Regions from separate parts of the Rattus norvegicus genome. Here all the other regions are linked to region 1. The links are chromatin contacts, called in public Hi-C maps. All regions are on one chromosome and are shown on one strand. The core of a region is the stretch at or near the end of the contact, and the rest is flanking DNA. Distances in the headings are between cores, read along the strand shown.

Region 1 (2,700 bases), core at 33-2,532:
GTAACACTGAGGATTAATACCAAGGTCTTTAGATGAACTGGGAGTGCTACTTTCTCTGGAATAAGGATTATTATAAAAGCCTAAGTCATGCCTCACTTGTTCCTCTCACTTACTATCTGAGGTATGATCACTTCCTCATACATGTGTCCTTATCATTTCTACCCTTCGTGATGTGATACATCTGAAGGTCCCAATGCCAGCACCTTGTTCTTGAGCCTCCAAAGCTGTAAGAACTAAATAAACCTCTTTTCTCTGTTAAAAAATTACTCTTTAGATATTACATTATAGGGACAAAAAACTAATAGTGCATATTATAAAGTGTATATTATATTGGAACAGACTTTATGAAACACTCCGTATATGTCATATTACTAAGAGGCTGGCAGGTACAATGGGAAGGCATTTGTGGGGTGACAACTGAACTGAAGTTAAAGGGTGAACATAAGAAGAAGAAATGAAAAAAGACAGGAAGGTCAAGGGACTTAAAGAAGGACCAAGTTCACAGGATGGTGTGTGGTTCAGGTGACCCAGAGGGACCTTATCCTGAAAAGCATCAAGAGCCATACAAGTTATCAGGCTGTAGAGTTGTAAACTCCATCTATCCGTTGCAGAATGCATAATCGAAAGAAAGCAAGCAGTCAGTAGTTGCTTGGTTTGTCCTTCCACACCTCCTGCCACACCACACTTCTTTGAGACTATAGTTGATGTTCTCTTACCTCCTTAGCAATGCTTGTGTTCCTTAGAGCCCCTCCCTAGAGTCTTCCACTTGGCTATGTAGAGTCAATCTTCTTAAAAATGTAACCTCAATCACATCACTTCATTTTAGAAATAGGGTCAATAGAAAATGAGTTTAAGGCCTCTGTTTTTTTGTGATCCAATGTAATCTGTCTTTCCACTCCCATTTTTTTGATCAATTTCCCTTGTCCAACTTTATCTTTAGTCTAGTACTCCTACCCTATTCCTACTCCTCCATTAGAACCTCACCTATGTCCCACTCTGTGGATTTCCATAGTTTCCATTCAGTTTCCATGCATTTCTCCCTGTGACTTCAGAACTCGTTTCCTATTCCTTAAGTATCCACAATCAGTTGTAATGAATGTATGAGTCTGTGATGTTCTGTAATTATTTACATCAGTTCAGCTTGCTTCTTTGGGGCCAAACACAAGTTCCCTGTGGGCAGAAAACATGTGTTTTAGATCTTGAATGCCATTTAGCAAAAGGATAAACATCAGGGACAATGTCAAGACTGCGCTGACAGTTTGTCCGTAGAAGGCACAACTCTATTTTATATGCAACAGTGATATCTGGTGGTCAGAATGCTGCATAACATCTTCAGATGAAGGCAGTGAGAGATGAATAAAAAAATATTGCAGATATTTTATGGAGCCAAATTATCCCCATTAATCATGAATGCTTATGAAATGACTTCAAACACAGATTTACATGTTCTGCTTTGCCTGGTTGCTTTTTCCCTCTCCTGTAAACCAATGGCCCAAAGACATGCTGAAGTTTCCCTGACTGCTTCTTACAAACCACAACTTCCTTTTCCTGTGGAAGATCACCAGAAGTTTTTGTGACAATTATGCAACTTTTTTAACTTTCTGCTTCCTGTACAGATAGAGGTTAATGTGAAAAAAATATTTATTTTGGATATAAAATATGTAATTGAGGAAGAAACTTGAGATGGGAACTATGATAGGCAAAAGACAAACTTGCTTCAAAGCTCAGTGTGAGAATGACTGTGTGCACAAAGCAAAGCTGGTAGACTGTGGCATCTGAGGGACATGGGATCAAATGTCAACTTTTCCCACTGAAGCCATGTGGTTGTTGTGACAGCTTGACATCTCTGGGGCTCAATTTCCTCATCCCAAACAAGGATGACAGACATCTTCCCAAGACACTGAGGGGTAGGGGTAGGTGTAATAGAATCCTACATAATAAAGTCCTGATCTGGAGCAGACAGTCAATAAATGATAGACAACTATTATTACTGCTCTATACTTTACTAGGGTTAAGCCCTCTTCTTTCCAATCTGACATTTTAAAAAACCAAATTCTTGGTTTTTAAAGTTGGAATTGTCACAAAATAATTTTAATACTAATTAAATTACCTCATGTCTCCTGGTTTTACTTACTGCTACAAAATAATGAATTTGCAAATACTACTTAAAATGTCTGAAAATGAGACAGGAATTCTAATCCCTAGAACTCAAAATGTGGAAGGAGGAGTATTAAGATGAGAAGAGCGACAGTTATTTCTGTAAGATGAGGATACTTGCAGCTAACCATCGAATTGAGCATGGGCACCCCAGTGAGGAGTTAAAGAAAGGACTGAAGGAGCTGAAGGGATTTCCAACCCCATAGGAAGAACAACAATATTAACCAACCAGATCCCCCCAGAGCTCCCAGGGACTAAACCACCAACCAAAAAGTACACCTGGAGGGACCCATGGCTCCAGCCACATATGTAACAGAGGATGGTCTTATCTAGCATCAATGGGAGGAGAAGCCATTGGTCCTGTGAAGGCTCGATTCCCCAGTGTAGGGGAATGCCAGGATGGTGAGGTGGGAGTGGGTGCATGGTAGAGGGAACATCCTCATAGAAGCGGGAGGAGGGGGAATGTAAGAGGGGTAACCGGGAAAGAGAATAACATTTGAAATGTAAATACATAAAATATCCAATAAAAACAATCTCAAAAGA
Region 2 (2,700 bases), core at 58-2,557, 180 kb before region 1:
CAAAACCAAGCTTGGAAGAGTGTATGGCCAATACTGTGAGAAGGATGACTTCTCTTGTCCCTATCTCCATGGAGATGTGTGTTCTGGTGAGTTGATATACACAGGCAGTTGGAATTCATCATGATATTGGCATATAGTTTAGTGTTATCTTTAAATCTGAGATGATGACATACTGCCACTTAACCCAAAATCAAAGTTCAAAGTTTCATAGTCTGTGAAATTAGGTCATGGCAAGATCATGTCTATATTTTTAGCTTGAATACAGTTACTATTTTTAAAAAATCAAAACCTAGAATGAATCTCATGTATCACTTGATCTTGGAAAGATTTACACAAGAAAAGGAAGTTTCTTGTGATGGCCGACGACGAGGTTTTCTAGAAGAAGGGCGGGTATTCTATAAGGGTCTGATTCATTCCAGCAAGTGGTCTGCCTCCTGATTGCGGAGGGCTTTATTTCTGTCAGGATGAGGGGAAGTGAGCTATAAAAATGTAATTCCTCACACTGGGAAATTCTTAAAGCACCATTGTAGATAGAATTGTAAGTTCGAAGTCATTCGAACCTCACCAATTTATTTTTGGAAAACCACCAGTCACAGAATGGACAAAGGACTGCATTCTTCAGAGAGAACTGGATTGTTAAATAATCCAGAAGTTTTGTCCTTCTGGCCATGCACAGACCAGATTTTGCAGTGAAATAGGATAAGATAAAAATATCAAGATTACTTTTGACTAATTCAATTCACTGCCACCTACTGGCTACAGTCCAGAAAAAACTATGTAGCACTTGAAAATTAAAACAAAGTGAAACTTTAAAATAAATTAAACTACCTGTCATTTGAATTCCTTGATTGCTTCTCCACAAAAGGGTAAGTTTATTTATCATAAAGATCTCTCTTTTTTGTATGTGCATGTTAGTAAGGAAATATGTGTTAAATTATTGGGAAATAAAAATATTTCATTGTTACAACTATATGGAAATCAAAACCTATAAAACTTAACTCTTTATTCATTAGTAGGTAGAAAGCTTGTTTTAAGTTACAGAAAAGCATTATTACAAGTCATCTTTTAATTCTCTTACACACACAATGCTCTTTATTCTAGACATTTATTCAGTTATAACTAGCATTGTGAATAGGAAGGAATAAACCCACAGTTGTCTATTATATTTTATAGGGGAAATAAATATTTTACAAGGAAGAAGAAAGTGACGTTTCTGGCATCAGTCAGTAGAACTGTCTGACACATACACTGAGAATCTGAAGTTCTGCTGCATAATCTCAATGCATTGACCCTGTCTACATGATTGTGACCACACACTTCACAGGCACACAGAGGCAACTGAGAATGTACTTTGAATTGCTTGTGTGAGTCCAAGCTACAAGGCTGACATGCATTTTTTCCCCTACTACTTTCCCTTGGTAATGAAAACTCATGTTCACAGGTCAGCTGGCTAGGATTCAGCATGCTAGCTGCATCAGGAAATGGAATGTGTTCGACATTTGTTTGCCTGGACCTCATTAGTTTTACACTTAGCAAATTGAGCTGATCCAGCAGTAAGCTCTATGGGACAATTAACCTGTTAGGTATAGCAATAAGAGAAGGAAGAGGGAGAGTGGGAGAGGGAGTAGGGGTGGGAGAGGGAAAGATACCAGAAGATAAAGAGAGTGAAAAAGAGTAAAGGAAGAAAAGAAAGGGTGTTCAGTCTGTAGTCAAATAAGCTTGAAAATATATGAAACATACAGTGTACCTCCTTTTGAAGACTTCTACATCACATGGCCATATTAAATTTTGGACACTTCTTATAGTCTAAAATCCATTTATTTAATGGTGTGTTAGCCAAGATTTTTCTCAAGTTAGTCTGCATAAATGCTCCGCACACATGCACACGTGCCTTTGTCTTTTCCTCTGTTCGACCTACAGAGAACAGATGAAGCCTGCCCTGCTAACCTCCTGCATAGATGATGTTCTAAGGATAAGGGGGATTGTTTCTGCTTCTCACAAGGCCTATCTTTAACCAAAATACAGAGAAGTGCTAGAATGGTTGCCCTATCACCATGCAAAGTTTTCTTGGGCCCCTAGCAACAGTAAAGAGGCAAGACTGTGGCAACCATTGACCAAAGGCTCTTACTTTGCTGATTTCAAGTCAGCCCTTATGGCTTCATTATATTTATCTGTTTCTAACTTAAAACTTGAAAGCATAATGGCATTTAAGCAGTTGGGCAGCCACTAAAGTAGGGGCTTTCTTCGTGCATGTTAGCATAACATATTAGTTGGAGAAATCTACCTACAATAGAAGAGTGATCAAAACACTTCTTAATTTTGGCATTGCTTTCTCAAAACAAGCAGAAACTGATGCTGTTTTCACTCACTAGACGTTTGATGCATGTTTCATGCAAATGGGAGAGACCTTACCAACTTCATAGGTCTGGTGACCCTGATTCCGGTGTTTCTCTGTTCCAGGACATGGGGAGTGCGAAGGTGGCAGATGCCAGTGCTTTAACGGCTGGGAAGGGGATCGGTGTCAGTGTCCATCAGCCTCAGCACAGCACTGTGTCAACTCCAAGGGCCAAGTTTGCAGCGGGAGAGGCACCTGCGTTTGTGGCAGGTGTGAGTGCACGGATCCTAGAAGCATCGGCCGCCTCTGTGAGCACTGCCCAACCTGCCATCTCTCCTGCAGTGAAAACTGGTATGATTCTGTCT
Region 3 (2,700 bases), core at 101-2,600, 250 kb before region 1:
TGGCTGACATCAGTCATTGAAGTTTGGACCTTAGAAATTAGCTTAGCAAATGGTCCTCTTTAACAGATCTAGGGCACTTTTCTAACTAGGTTCCTGGCTTTGTTAGCCCAATGTACAGTCCACACCTGAAGAAAGGGGAGTTTTTGATGTTGTGGTTTACTAACCAGGTACTTTCCATTTACTGTCAACAATTAGAAAACAGAAAGAATATTTTAAAGAAGGGAGTTGGTGGGACCTCCTACTTGTTTTCTTTACTCCAGATAAGAAGCCGGAAACAATTAAGTAAAAAGGAAAAAAAAATCCCCTATAGTTCACCTTGACCTGGCTGGACTGGTCTGATGCCTGTGTAAGCCACTAATAAAAAGTCAAACATCAAGACACGGAAAGTACTTCTGCTCCAGGGGAAACTATTTGAAGCCTCCTGGTATCAAGTTGGAAAGAGTTCTTTCCCAAACCTAGAGAACTGTGTTCCTTCCTTCTCCTTACGTTATCAAGGGCAGTGAAAAGACCTGGAGAGGTAGCACTACTTCCTTGGCTGTCCAGTTTAGCAACACTTTAGCCTCACGCAAAACTGCAAAACTGAATTACAAGCTTGTACTCATTCACTCTTCTGCTGCCATCTGTAACTTCTTGTTTCCATTTACCGAGAAGGTGGCATTTAAGGTCAAAAGATCCATTGTAACCAACAAAAGCCCAAAGAACCACAAACAGACCCTGGGAAAAAGATAGGCTGTCTCTTTCAGGGCTGAGGGTCTACAAAAGGAACAACGAAATATATCTGACAGTAGAATGCATCTTGTCAAAATCTCCAAGGGCTGGGGAGACCCCAGACAGAATTGGGTTCCGACACAGGGGCAAGGTCTTAAGGCTGCTAGGAAAGTGGGCAGTGCATACTCCAAGAGCAGTGTTGGGGGAGGGGAGAGGCCCCCAAAATCCACTTTGTATGCAGCAGCTGCGGGCCAATGAGGATTCCTGAACAAAGAAGAACGCAGCATGAGGATGAAATGTTGGGGTTCAAGCTGCCACTCTATCTGAGCGAAGTTTTCCACCTATACCGTTATGCGAACGTTGGAGCTCATAGGGTGGGGGGTGGGGGTGAGGGAAAAGAGAACTCAGCATGCGATTCCTGTTGCGCCACTACGCACAAGGAATTCTTGAGAACGATGGGAATGGCAACTATCAGATTCGAGGGGGGAGAAAAAGAGCTGGAGTGAGCAAAACAAAGAGCGAGTGTGGGCCGCAGTGACTTCATGCCTCACCAATGTCCCGCCCACGCTACTCCGAGCTGGAGCTGTTTGCTGCTTCTGCTGCTGCTGCTGTTGCTGCTGCTGCTGCTGCCCTGGGCCGCCACTGCGCTTGCTGGCGACCCAAGCAAGGAGCACTGTAGCGTGGGGAGGTTTCCTAGCAACTCTCAGCTCGGAGCGCGCCCAGACACCCGAAAGCTGGGAGCCCTCACGGGGGGCCACAGAACTAGAGCACCCCATCCCTGCCCATCGCTGCCTCGCTTCCCTCTCATCCTCTCCGGGTACAGCCCAGAACGCATCAGCTGCCAGGGTTCTGGGTGGCCAGACGCCTGAGCCGACAGAGTCCGAGAAAGAACAAGGGTACGCAACTCCCTCCCAGCGAGGTGCGTGGAACGTCCCCTTCCAGCTCAGTAGGCAACTGGGATGCCCTGTTCTTTGCCTGCGGGTGCAGACGGGAGCTTCTAGGGGGTTCGCGGAGCCGCTCCCCCAAGCTGCTGGCACCCGTGTCTCCTCTCCCGCCAATCGGGACGTTGCCGCCTCGACCTCGGCTAGCTGAGACTAAGTGGAGTTGGCCTCCCTGCCCACCTGTGGAAGAAGCTAGCACCGACTGACTCGCCAGCAACTCCCCCACCCCCTTGGCCTTCTAGCGATCCCCTCCCACTAATGCAGCATCACCCTGTGAATTACATTAGGGTGGTTTTCCCCCCAGCCTCAGGCTTTGTTTGGGTTTGATTGTGTTTGGCTCTTCGCTAAGCTGATTTATGCAGCAGAGCCCCATCGGCTGGGGAGAAACAAAAGCTTTTTTCTTTGTCTGGGAGCGGACTGTGCAGCCCGTACTTGCTTCGCCCCCGCGGGCCATCGGCTGTCTTAGGAGGTGCTTTTGGTTGAGACTGCAAGCCCCGGCTGTGCAAAGCTGGGAGGGCCTCAGGGGCCCTGAGATGCAGAGAGCTGCCCTGGCCCGCATACCTGTATCGCCTACTCAGAGCGACTGGGTCGATCAACCCGGCCTGTTGAAAAGTTCCTAGGGATTCTCGGCCCACGAGCCTCAAGGTGCGCTCCCAAGGCGCGAGAGCGCATCAGGAAAGCAACTAGGCAGCGTGCACGGGGCAGGCTGCTTTGCAGTATGTGTGGGTCGGCCCTGGCTTTTCTGACTGCTGCACTGCTCTGCCTGCACAACTGCCAGCGAGGTCCAGCGTTGGTTCTTGGGGCGGCCTGGGTATTTTCACTTGTTCTCGGATTGGGCCAAAGTGGTAAGTTATTTTGCTTTGTTTTCTTCCCTTTTCCCAAAGTCTTGGGCTGGTATTAAGAGCTTATGGCCTGGGCATCCCAGACAGGTAAGTGGTAGATGTCAGTCCTGGTCAGTCCTGAGATTTCAGGAGGGCAGGTGTGTAATAAAGCTCTCCAAAAAAAAAAAAAAAAAAAAAAAAAAAAGCTTTATCGGGCATTTTCAACCCTA

What was found. Hi-C and Micro-C count contacts between places; a contact is called where the count stands out from the background.
Region 2: a Hi-C map of Schwann cells shows a contact between it and region 1, with 6 times the contacts expected there. The contact joins two enhancer-like sites. A contact is called at or near these places in 3 of 12 Hi-C or Micro-C datasets (Schwann cells, liver and mammary epithelial cells).
Region 3: a Hi-C map of Schwann cells shows a contact between it and region 1, with 3 times the contacts expected there. The contact joins the promoter of Itgb8 here to the enhancer-like site in region 1. A contact is called at or near these places in 1 of 12 Hi-C or Micro-C datasets (Schwann cells) and 1 of 1 datasets of contacts at active chromatin or transcription factors (oligodendrocytes).

The regions. Positions count from the first base shown.
Region 1 is chr6:146,095,408-146,098,107 of GRCr8, reverse strand. No RefSeq gene overlaps it. Among named protein-coding and RNA genes, the nearest start is that of Abcb5, 21 kb to the right of the region's middle. Within about 2 kb of position 1,282, at least 2 of the 93 cell types and tissues checked have an H3K27ac peak or open chromatin away from gene starts, as enhancers often do. A contact at or near this core is called in Schwann cells, where this site is marked.
Region 2 is chr6:146,277,783-146,280,482 of GRCr8, reverse strand. It overlaps Itgb8 (integrin subunit beta 8), which reads left to right. Exons shown (of 14, transcript NM_001401817.1): 10 at 1-86; 11 at 2,461-2,686. Among named protein-coding and RNA genes, the nearest start is that of Itgb8, 72 kb to the left of the region's middle. Within about 2 kb of position 1,307, at least 2 of the 93 cell types and tissues checked have an H3K27ac peak or open chromatin away from gene starts, as enhancers often do. A contact at or near this core is called in Schwann cells, where this site is marked.
Region 3 is chr6:146,349,895-146,352,594 of GRCr8, reverse strand. Itgb8 (integrin subunit beta 8) reads left to right here and starts at 1,350. Exons shown (of 14, transcript NM_001401817.1): 1 at 1,350-2,494. The coding sequence starts at 2,368.